Linked DNA regions of Zea mays: all the other regions are linked to region 1. A link is a contact called in public Hi-C data. All regions are on one chromosome and are shown on one strand. Each heading gives the region's core, a stretch centred on a gene start, on an enhancer-like site or on the middle of the called end of the contact. The rest is flanking DNA. Distances are from core to core; before and after follow the strand shown. Region 1 holds the start of LOC100276359. Region 2 has its middle 51 kb from the start of LOC100278967. Region 3 holds the start of LOC103637721.

What was found. Hi-C and Micro-C count contacts between places; a contact is called where the count stands out from the background.
Region 2: a contact with region 1 is called in a Hi-C map of bundle sheath, with 2.2 times the contacts expected there. The contact joins the enhancer-like site here to the promoter of LOC100276359 in region 1. A contact is called at or near these places in 5 of 25 Hi-C or Micro-C datasets (bundle sheath, endosperm, leaf and 2 more).
Region 3: a contact with region 1 is called in a Hi-C map of tassel, with 4 times the contacts expected there. The contact joins the promoter of LOC103637721 here to the promoter of LOC100276359 in region 1. A contact is called at or near these places in 13 of 25 Hi-C or Micro-C datasets (bundle sheath, ear, endosperm and 4 more).

Annotation. Positions count from the first base shown.
Region 1 is chr1:104,261,302-104,263,869 of Zm-B73-REFERENCE-NAM-5.0, forward strand. LOC100276359 reads left to right here and starts at 1,279. Exons shown (of 3, transcript NM_001363293.1): 1 at 1,279-1,789; 2 at 2,254-2,560. The coding sequence starts at 1,758.
Region 2 is chr1:104,066,271-104,068,838 of Zm-B73-REFERENCE-NAM-5.0, forward strand. No RefSeq gene overlaps it. Among protein-coding and RNA genes, the nearest start is that of LOC100278967, 51 kb to the right of the region's middle. Within about 2 kb of position 1,276, at least 19 of the 20 cell types and tissues checked have an H3K27ac peak or open chromatin away from gene starts, as enhancers often do. A contact at or near this core is called in bundle sheath, leaf, leaf mesophyll and 1 more, where this site is marked.
Region 3 is chr1:104,121,151-104,123,718 of Zm-B73-REFERENCE-NAM-5.0, forward strand. It overlaps LOC103637721, which reads left to right and starts at 1,302. Exons shown (of 2, transcript XM_020547163.2): 1 at 1,302-1,587; 2 at 1,665-2,568. The coding sequence starts at 1,346. It also overlaps a transcript of LOC100278967 not described here.

The DNA.
Region 1 (2,568 bases), core at 29-2,528:
CTTGAGAAAAGATTTTTAGTGGCTCTTATGCATCCCCTCTGATCGCCTATCCGGTCCTTCACCTTGGGACCTGAGGGCCCCAAGGACATACTCATAAGTGTCTTAAGGCACGAAATGGCAATAGGACTATCTCACAATCACCCCGGGGCATGAGGTGGCTCGACAACTTAGTCTCATGAATGCCTCGAGGCATGAGGAGCCTCGATGACTTGACCTCTTGTTAGTGCTCTTGGGCATGGTGTGCCCCTAGGGACTTAGGATATTTTACTCAAGGGCCTAGAGCACTAGGGACCCTTGGGCCCTAGAGCGTCCTAGCATGGATGACTGTCATGCCTTCTAGCAGCTCTGAGTGATTATTTTATCCGAATACTTTTATAACATATCAACTGGTGTTGGGCTTTATTCCTAGACAGGCCAAGGGTGGCTCCTTGTACTTGGAGATATATGATCAATTGTCCTGTTACAGTGGTCCTAAAGTCAGTCTCTTGAGTCGGAATTCTTGCACGCGCCTTGTGACAGTCGAGGATATATACCTTCTCCGTATGTAGTGGCGGATCTAGGATCCATGACAAGGGAGGCTAGAAGAAGCTAACTATCTTCTTTTTTCCACATAATTTTCTCGTTTTCTCTTCACCTTGTTCTTCCATCCTCTCCCTTCTTGCTTCTCCCTCCCTCTCTTTCTTCTCTTTTTTCTTCCTCTACCTTACTCTCTCCTACTTATATGCTATCGGGCTCGAGCCCACCCAGCCGCCTCGACGTAAGTCATTCCAAGAGTTAAAACATCTCAAAGTTAATTAAAATTATAGAGAAAATACAAAATATTATAATATTAAATATGTATACTATAAAATAATATTAATGAAGAATCTAATCATACATATTAAATATTATAAATTTTATCTATTTATTATATAAGTTTAATCGACTGTATAAAATCTTTTCTCGATCCGCTCCACGCATGCACACCAGAATTATCGATGAGGTTACAACTGCTAGTATCTTGGTATGTATTTTATTTATATTGTACATGGAGTACACCGAAGCCAAGGCTTGTATCGTGCTAGCGATAGCAAATAACATCAGTTTAATTTTTAGTAGCAGATAGGACCATAAATGGCTGGTGATTGGGTGCAGTATCGAGAACACCGCAGAGACTGAACTGCCGATACGGTTGGCGAGATAGGAAGCATGTGCAAGCCACGGTGGCGTCCATAATTTTGCAGCGCTGCTCTGCAATCAGTAGGTGGCGGTGCTGGTGGCGTACCACCGATCTCACCTCCCAGCTCCAAAGAGGACACTTAATTCTAGTTCTAGTAGCAGCAGCAGCAGCTACTAGTACTGGTTCCTCGTGATTAGTATGAGTAATTACTAGTAAGACGCAGAAGCAACGATCTGCCTATTGCCAGTACGCAGGAGTAGTTGTTGACGTGCACTGCAGAGCGGGAACGGAGTTGGAAATTGTGGGGGGAGGACCGGAGTTTCGTAGCCGTCGGCGACGACGGACGTGGTCCTGCCCTTTCTCTTCCTTCCCTCCGCATCTGATCTGCCTGTCTGCGCTGCTCGTCTGGTCTGGTCTGGCCTGGCAACCCCCCTCCTCCCCTCTTCGGCCGCCTTTGCCTTTTGCCTTTGCAGCCTTTTTGCACCCTGCCTGCCTCCCCTCCTACCCTTCCTCCCCCTCCGCCTCCCACCGGCCCACCCCCACTCTCTTCTTCTCCACTCGGCCGGGCACTCTCCTTGCCCCGGCCTCACACCATCACATGTCCACAATGCTGCCGTCCTCCAGATCGAGGTGACTTACTTTCGCCCCCTCCCCTGCTCCCGGACTCTTGCGTTTTCTCTCTCTTTTATTTATTTATTTGCTCGCGCTCTTGTTCCGCCTGTCGGTTTTCTCTTCTTTCTTGAATGACAGATCTAGTATCCAGTAATCCAGTTAGAGCCGCCTGTCGCTCTTGCTGCCGTAGTTGCCTCCTTGTCAAATATGTGTATACTGGGCTACTGGCTCGTGTGATTTCCGCCACACGCCAATGTGCCTTTCTTCAGATGCCGTTTCATCTCTGCAAATCCTCGAATTCCGATCGTGGCCGTTACGGTTTCATTTGATCGATTTCCAACAAGAAAAATCTGAACCTGCCTGCGTTCAACCCTGTGGCTTCGTGCCACTCCACTAGTTTGCAGTTTGCACTCGATTCGGCGACAGAGAAAAAAATAGATTTTTGATTTTTAATTAACGGCGATGGATGTCGCCATTGGCAGATCTGGGCCGAACGAGTCCCCCGTCAGCAGGGGCAGGCCGAGCACGCCATCCTCCAACCACCGCCCCTCCACGCCGTCCTCCAACCACCGCCCCTCCACCCCGGGCGGCACCAGGAGGAGCAGCGTCGGCACGCCATCCACGCCGCGCTCCCGCAGCAACGGCGCGGGCCCCTTCAAGTCCGAGCCCAACTCGCCGCCGTCGGCCGCCGCGCAGAAGCCCCGCCTCTCGTTCGACCGCTCCCCGAGATCCGGGGACACCAAGCCCGTCGTCGAGCGCCGGGTGCCCAAGATCGGCACGACTCCTGAAGTAAGTAT
Region 2 (2,568 bases), core at 26-2,525, 200 kb before region 1:
TCAAGTCTGCAAGTGTAGGGTACATATGTAGCCAGTAGCATGAAAGAAAGCCATATAAAAACTGAACTGCTAAGATAAATATTATTGAACAGAACTGCTTTCCCATTTCAAAATATTTGACGAACACGACTTACAATAAATCTTAAAATTAAAAGACCCTAATCAGATATAATCTTTTAGCATTTGACCCAAACTATGTCGAAATAATGGAAGCTTAGAAAATATCTATAGTGGTCCAAACAGCGTGGCTCTAGTTTAGCAAGAATTGCAAAGTGTGCAAAGGGGTCGGCCGAGGGAAGAGGAGCACCTCCGCTCATGGCTCATGCCCACGTGCCTCTGGGTGACTGGGATGTGACTTAGTTTAGGCTCCAACACTGACGTGTGTGGCTTGCCGCTCGCCGGGTGGAGAAAATATTAGAGAATAGGCAACAACAATCGGAGAACAGACAACGACAACAGATCTTCCTCTTACCTCTCTCCTTCGTAGCTGCAGGCCGTGTCAGCGGCTCCAGGTCCACTACCGACACGTCCCAGCGATGGAGAGGGGTGACGAGAAGCCTGAGCGAGTGGGGATGGATGTAAAGCCCAAAATTTGTATAAGGGAATAATAATAATAATAATAATAATTAATAAATAAATAAATAAATAAAATAGTAAAGTGAGATATCTCTAATTTATACTTCAGATTTGGATTTTGAGGACTGAAATTGCGAAACAAAGAATGAATAAAGAAAGGTTTTCTATCCAACTAAATAATTATTCATTTCGTTAAAAAATTAAACATTATAAGCATTTATTTAAATGAGTATTGATACATAAGGATAGTATTAAATTTAGATGACTCAAATCAAAACTGGATATTTAAAATTTTAAACATAATTTGAAACTCATAAAAATAAATAATAGGAGGTTTGCATATTTATTTGAGTGAATACTCCTTTCATCAATGCTATACTTAGAGGCATTTATTAAAGTAAGTAATAAATAAAGAAGCAAAAGAAAACTTTGCATCATGCTGGATATTTTGATTGTGCATGATAACTTTGACCCTAAGTTTGAATTACAAATTTGAATTTGGAATGGAAAATAAAAATAGAAAATGAAATCTGAAAAGGAATAAAAGAAAAATGAACTCCTGGCGCTTTGGGCCGAATTTCATGCTTCCGGCCCAATTCTACCTCACCCGCCAGCCCAACGCGTCACCTGTGCACCTATGGAATTACTGCCTGTGCCAGGTGGGCCCTACCTGTCATTTCTCTTTCCCTTCCCTTTTCTCATACAGAGCCACTTGCGTGCGGGCCCACATGCCGGTCTCTCCACGGCTGCGCGCGCGTGTGTACCACTGTGACGTGGGGCCTAGTTGTCGGGTCGGTCTTCCTCACCACGCTCGCGGCGATTCCACGACAAGGAACTTCGTAACAGACTCGCGCGCGCATCGGGCATGCCCAACAACCTGGGCCGAGCCCTATTCTGCCCCTGCGCTCGGCACCCTGCCTTATATATACTCCTCCCCGGTTGCCCTAGTTCATGGAATTAGATGAGGAGTTGAAGAACGAAGCTCAGGGAGGGCATGTTGTTGCGCCGCGGTACTGTCGAGTGCGTGGGCGAGGATGGTGGGTGCCTTAAAATCAGGTAATGTGTCCCTAGATGTATTTGTTTTGTCCTTCGCGTGGGGTAGCTTTAGTAGACGTTGAGCCTGGGAAATCGGAGACTCCATGGGGCCTTGCCATCCATGGCGCCGCTGCCGTGGGCTCGGGCGCCGTCGGGTCTGGCCGGTAGGAGGAAGAAGCACTGGAGCCGTTGGATCAAAGTCGTATGACTCGGATTAGGCGCAGGTATACCACTTCGTTCATCCGCCCTGGACCGTTGGATGTTAGATGGTCGTTTAGGAGTAAATCCATGAACTGGTGGGGGAACTTTAATATGAACCGTAGATCTCTCATGAACGCCCGAGATTAGATCTAGGTGTTTTAATTCTGGGCCGTTGTGGTAGATCGGATGGTCCAGCCAGCTTCGTACCCCCCTTCGGTCGCCTATTATGCTAAAGAGACCCTGGGGTTTTACAAAATTAACCCGCCGTCCACGGAAAGCACATAGTAATTGCAGTTGTACCCTAAATTTACAAATTGACCCCCAAACTCCCTGGTTATTGTGTGCACAGTTTAGAAGCTTAGGAAATTAATGGAAATGATATAGAAAATGGTTTTTGTGCATAAAAATATATCTAGAACTTATTTAATTCATAGAAATTCCATTGTAACTCCTTTTTAATCCGTTTCAGTTGCATTAATTTTGTTTCAATGTTGTCTATCATCTAGTAACTCTGTTTAGTCATGAAACCTATATCAAAATTATCCACTTGATTTATTCTATACCAGACATTTAATATTTTCGGAAAATCGTAACTCGATAACCGTAACTCCGAATTTAGTGGTTCTCAAACCTAGGGTCTCGTTAAGACGTGTAGAATATTCTTATGTAGTTTGTTCTTATGTTTGGTGTGATGTTAATTTTGCCTATACACTGTTTGTCTGTATTGCTACGACGAGCAGCGAGGTTGCGAGTCAT
Region 3 (2,568 bases), core at 52-2,551, 140 kb before region 1:
GGCAATGGTGACTTTGGATGGGTTTTGTGTGTGTGGATGCCGATGTCTAGGTTGTTTCTGTTTGTTGTTTGTGCACTCTGTGTAGGTTTTGGGCGTTTTCCTTAAAAAGTTAAAGTTGGGTCATTTCCATTCTTCTTAATTGAAAGGTACAGCTCCTGCCGTTATCGCTCAAAAAAAGAGTGAGATTGGGCACTTGAGAAAAACAAAAGGACTAATAGATCAGGCACCCTACAATTTTTTGGCACTAACATCATCGTTCTGCAATGCATTATCTCTGTAATCTCAAGGCAGTATACCCAATTGATAGCTGCACATATCTTCGCTCCTGATAATTTCTTAAAAGGAACAAAAAAACATTCTAGCTGACGAGGTTGGAAATTGCGAAGTGGCAGGACAGACTGACCTCTTGGTAACGAGGACAACGTCGATATGCTGGCGCTCGCCGGCGTCGGGGTCGGGGATGCGGAGACCGACGAAGCATCGACCGGCGTAGAGCTTCTCGAGCCTGGAAGGGGGAATCGGAACCGACGGTGGGGTCAGTAGGGTGGGTTTCTCTTGTCCATAAAGAGTCAGAGTGGGGGAAGGAGTGGAACCTGGAGGCGACGGCGAAGCAGAGATCGGAGTGGGAGGAGTCGAGGTCGGCGAGGTAGGAAGCGTCGTCGCCGCCGGCGAAGAAGACGCGTTGGATGATCTTGTAGACCACCAGGCCGCACAGGATTTCCACCCACATCGCGGCCGCCCTTTCTTTACCCTGCGAACTGCTGATGAACCCCAACGGCGGGGAAGGCGGAAGCGGAGTCGGTTTCGATCTCGACCTGAGACTGTCTTCAGCGGTTCCCCTAAATTTGTCCCCCTATATCCCACTCACGTGCCACGTCAGCAATCTCTCTCCCCCTATATATCCACGCTCTACAGCGGTTCCCCCTATAACAATCCTCTATACCCCACCACACCAATATTATATATTTTCATCATCAACTAACTCAACTACCATGAAATCTTTAAATTGTTATTATTTATTAATTGCTTAGTACACCGGCGAATTTTGGTCCACATGTAATTAGCGACCTTAATAATTACTATTCATACGTTAGTATAAATACGGTCCGAATTTATGTTTTTTAGAAATACAAATTTTCATTCTTCTAGTCCACGACACGACTGGCTTCCACGACACGACTGGCTTCTACCGGAAGCCACGACCGTCTGGCTTCCTTCACACACCTAGGGCACCTATAAATAAGGTACCCCTGGGCACATGCTCCATTCATCTACACACTCACCTCTTCTATATCATCCGCCATTCCTTAAGAAGTCCGTAGTACGACTCGTAGTTTAGGTCGTCATGGAGTCATTGAAAAGCCTTGTGTTCTCGTCGTCATCCGACGATTCCGACGATGAGATCGATACCTTGTTGCTTGCCCAACATGTTGAGCACCTTGTAGTAGGAGACACGAGCACGCGGCGTAGGCGCTCCTCATTGCCTCGCCGAGTTATCCATAGGGACCACGCTGCTGGAGAAAATCTCATCAAACATCACTACTTCGGACCTAATCCTGTGTATCCATCACATGTATTTCGTCGAAGGTACATTTCGTAAGTTATGATTTTACTTTCATTTCTAGGTTTGTTTTGTTAATTTTTTGCTTTATTATCGTGCACAGGTTTCGGATGCATCGTCCTTTGTTCCTACGTATCCTTCGTGCCGTTCAGCGAGAAGACGAATACTTCACTATTCGTTCTGATGCAACCGGTTTAGCAGGGCTTGGTCCATTGCAAAAGGTTTGTGCTGCATTGCGTATCCTTGCGTATGGGTTACCAACCGATGCGGTAGATGAGTACATACAGATTGGACAGACTACCGCTAGAGACTGCCTTATCCGTTTTTGTCGCGCAATCATCTCTTGCTTTAGCGAACGATACCTTCGTATCCCTAACCACGACGACATTGCTCGCATACTACGTGTAAACGCCGACAGGGGGTTTCCGGGTATGCTTGGCTCTATTGATTGTATGCATTGGGAATGGCGCAACTGTCCTACTGCATGGCGCGGACAGTTTTGTGGGCGCAATTCGAGGCCAACAATGATACTAGAGGCAGTCGCAGGGTACGATTTGTGGATTTGGCATGCCTTCTTTGGAATGCCTGGTACGAACAATGATCTCAACGTGCTTCATCGGTCACCTGTGTTTGATCCGTTACGTAACGGGACGATGCCACCAGTGCACTTCACTATTAATGGGACCACTTACAATTTCGGATACTACTTAGCAGATGGCATATATCCAAATTGGCCTACCTTTGTAAAAGCTATTCGCCACGCATTTGAGGAAAAAAAGGTTCACTTTACAACCAAGCAAGAGAGTTGTCGAAAAGACATTGAGCGAGCATTTGGAGTTTTGCAGGCAAGGTGGGCTGTTCTACGTGGACCCGCTTATGGTTGGGATCGTAATCACCTTGCAGACATGATGACTGCTTGCATTATTATGCACAACATGATTGTCGAGGACGAAGGAGATGGTGCAGCTAATGTGGACTTCATTGGCCCCTCTGGGCCACCAGAGCCG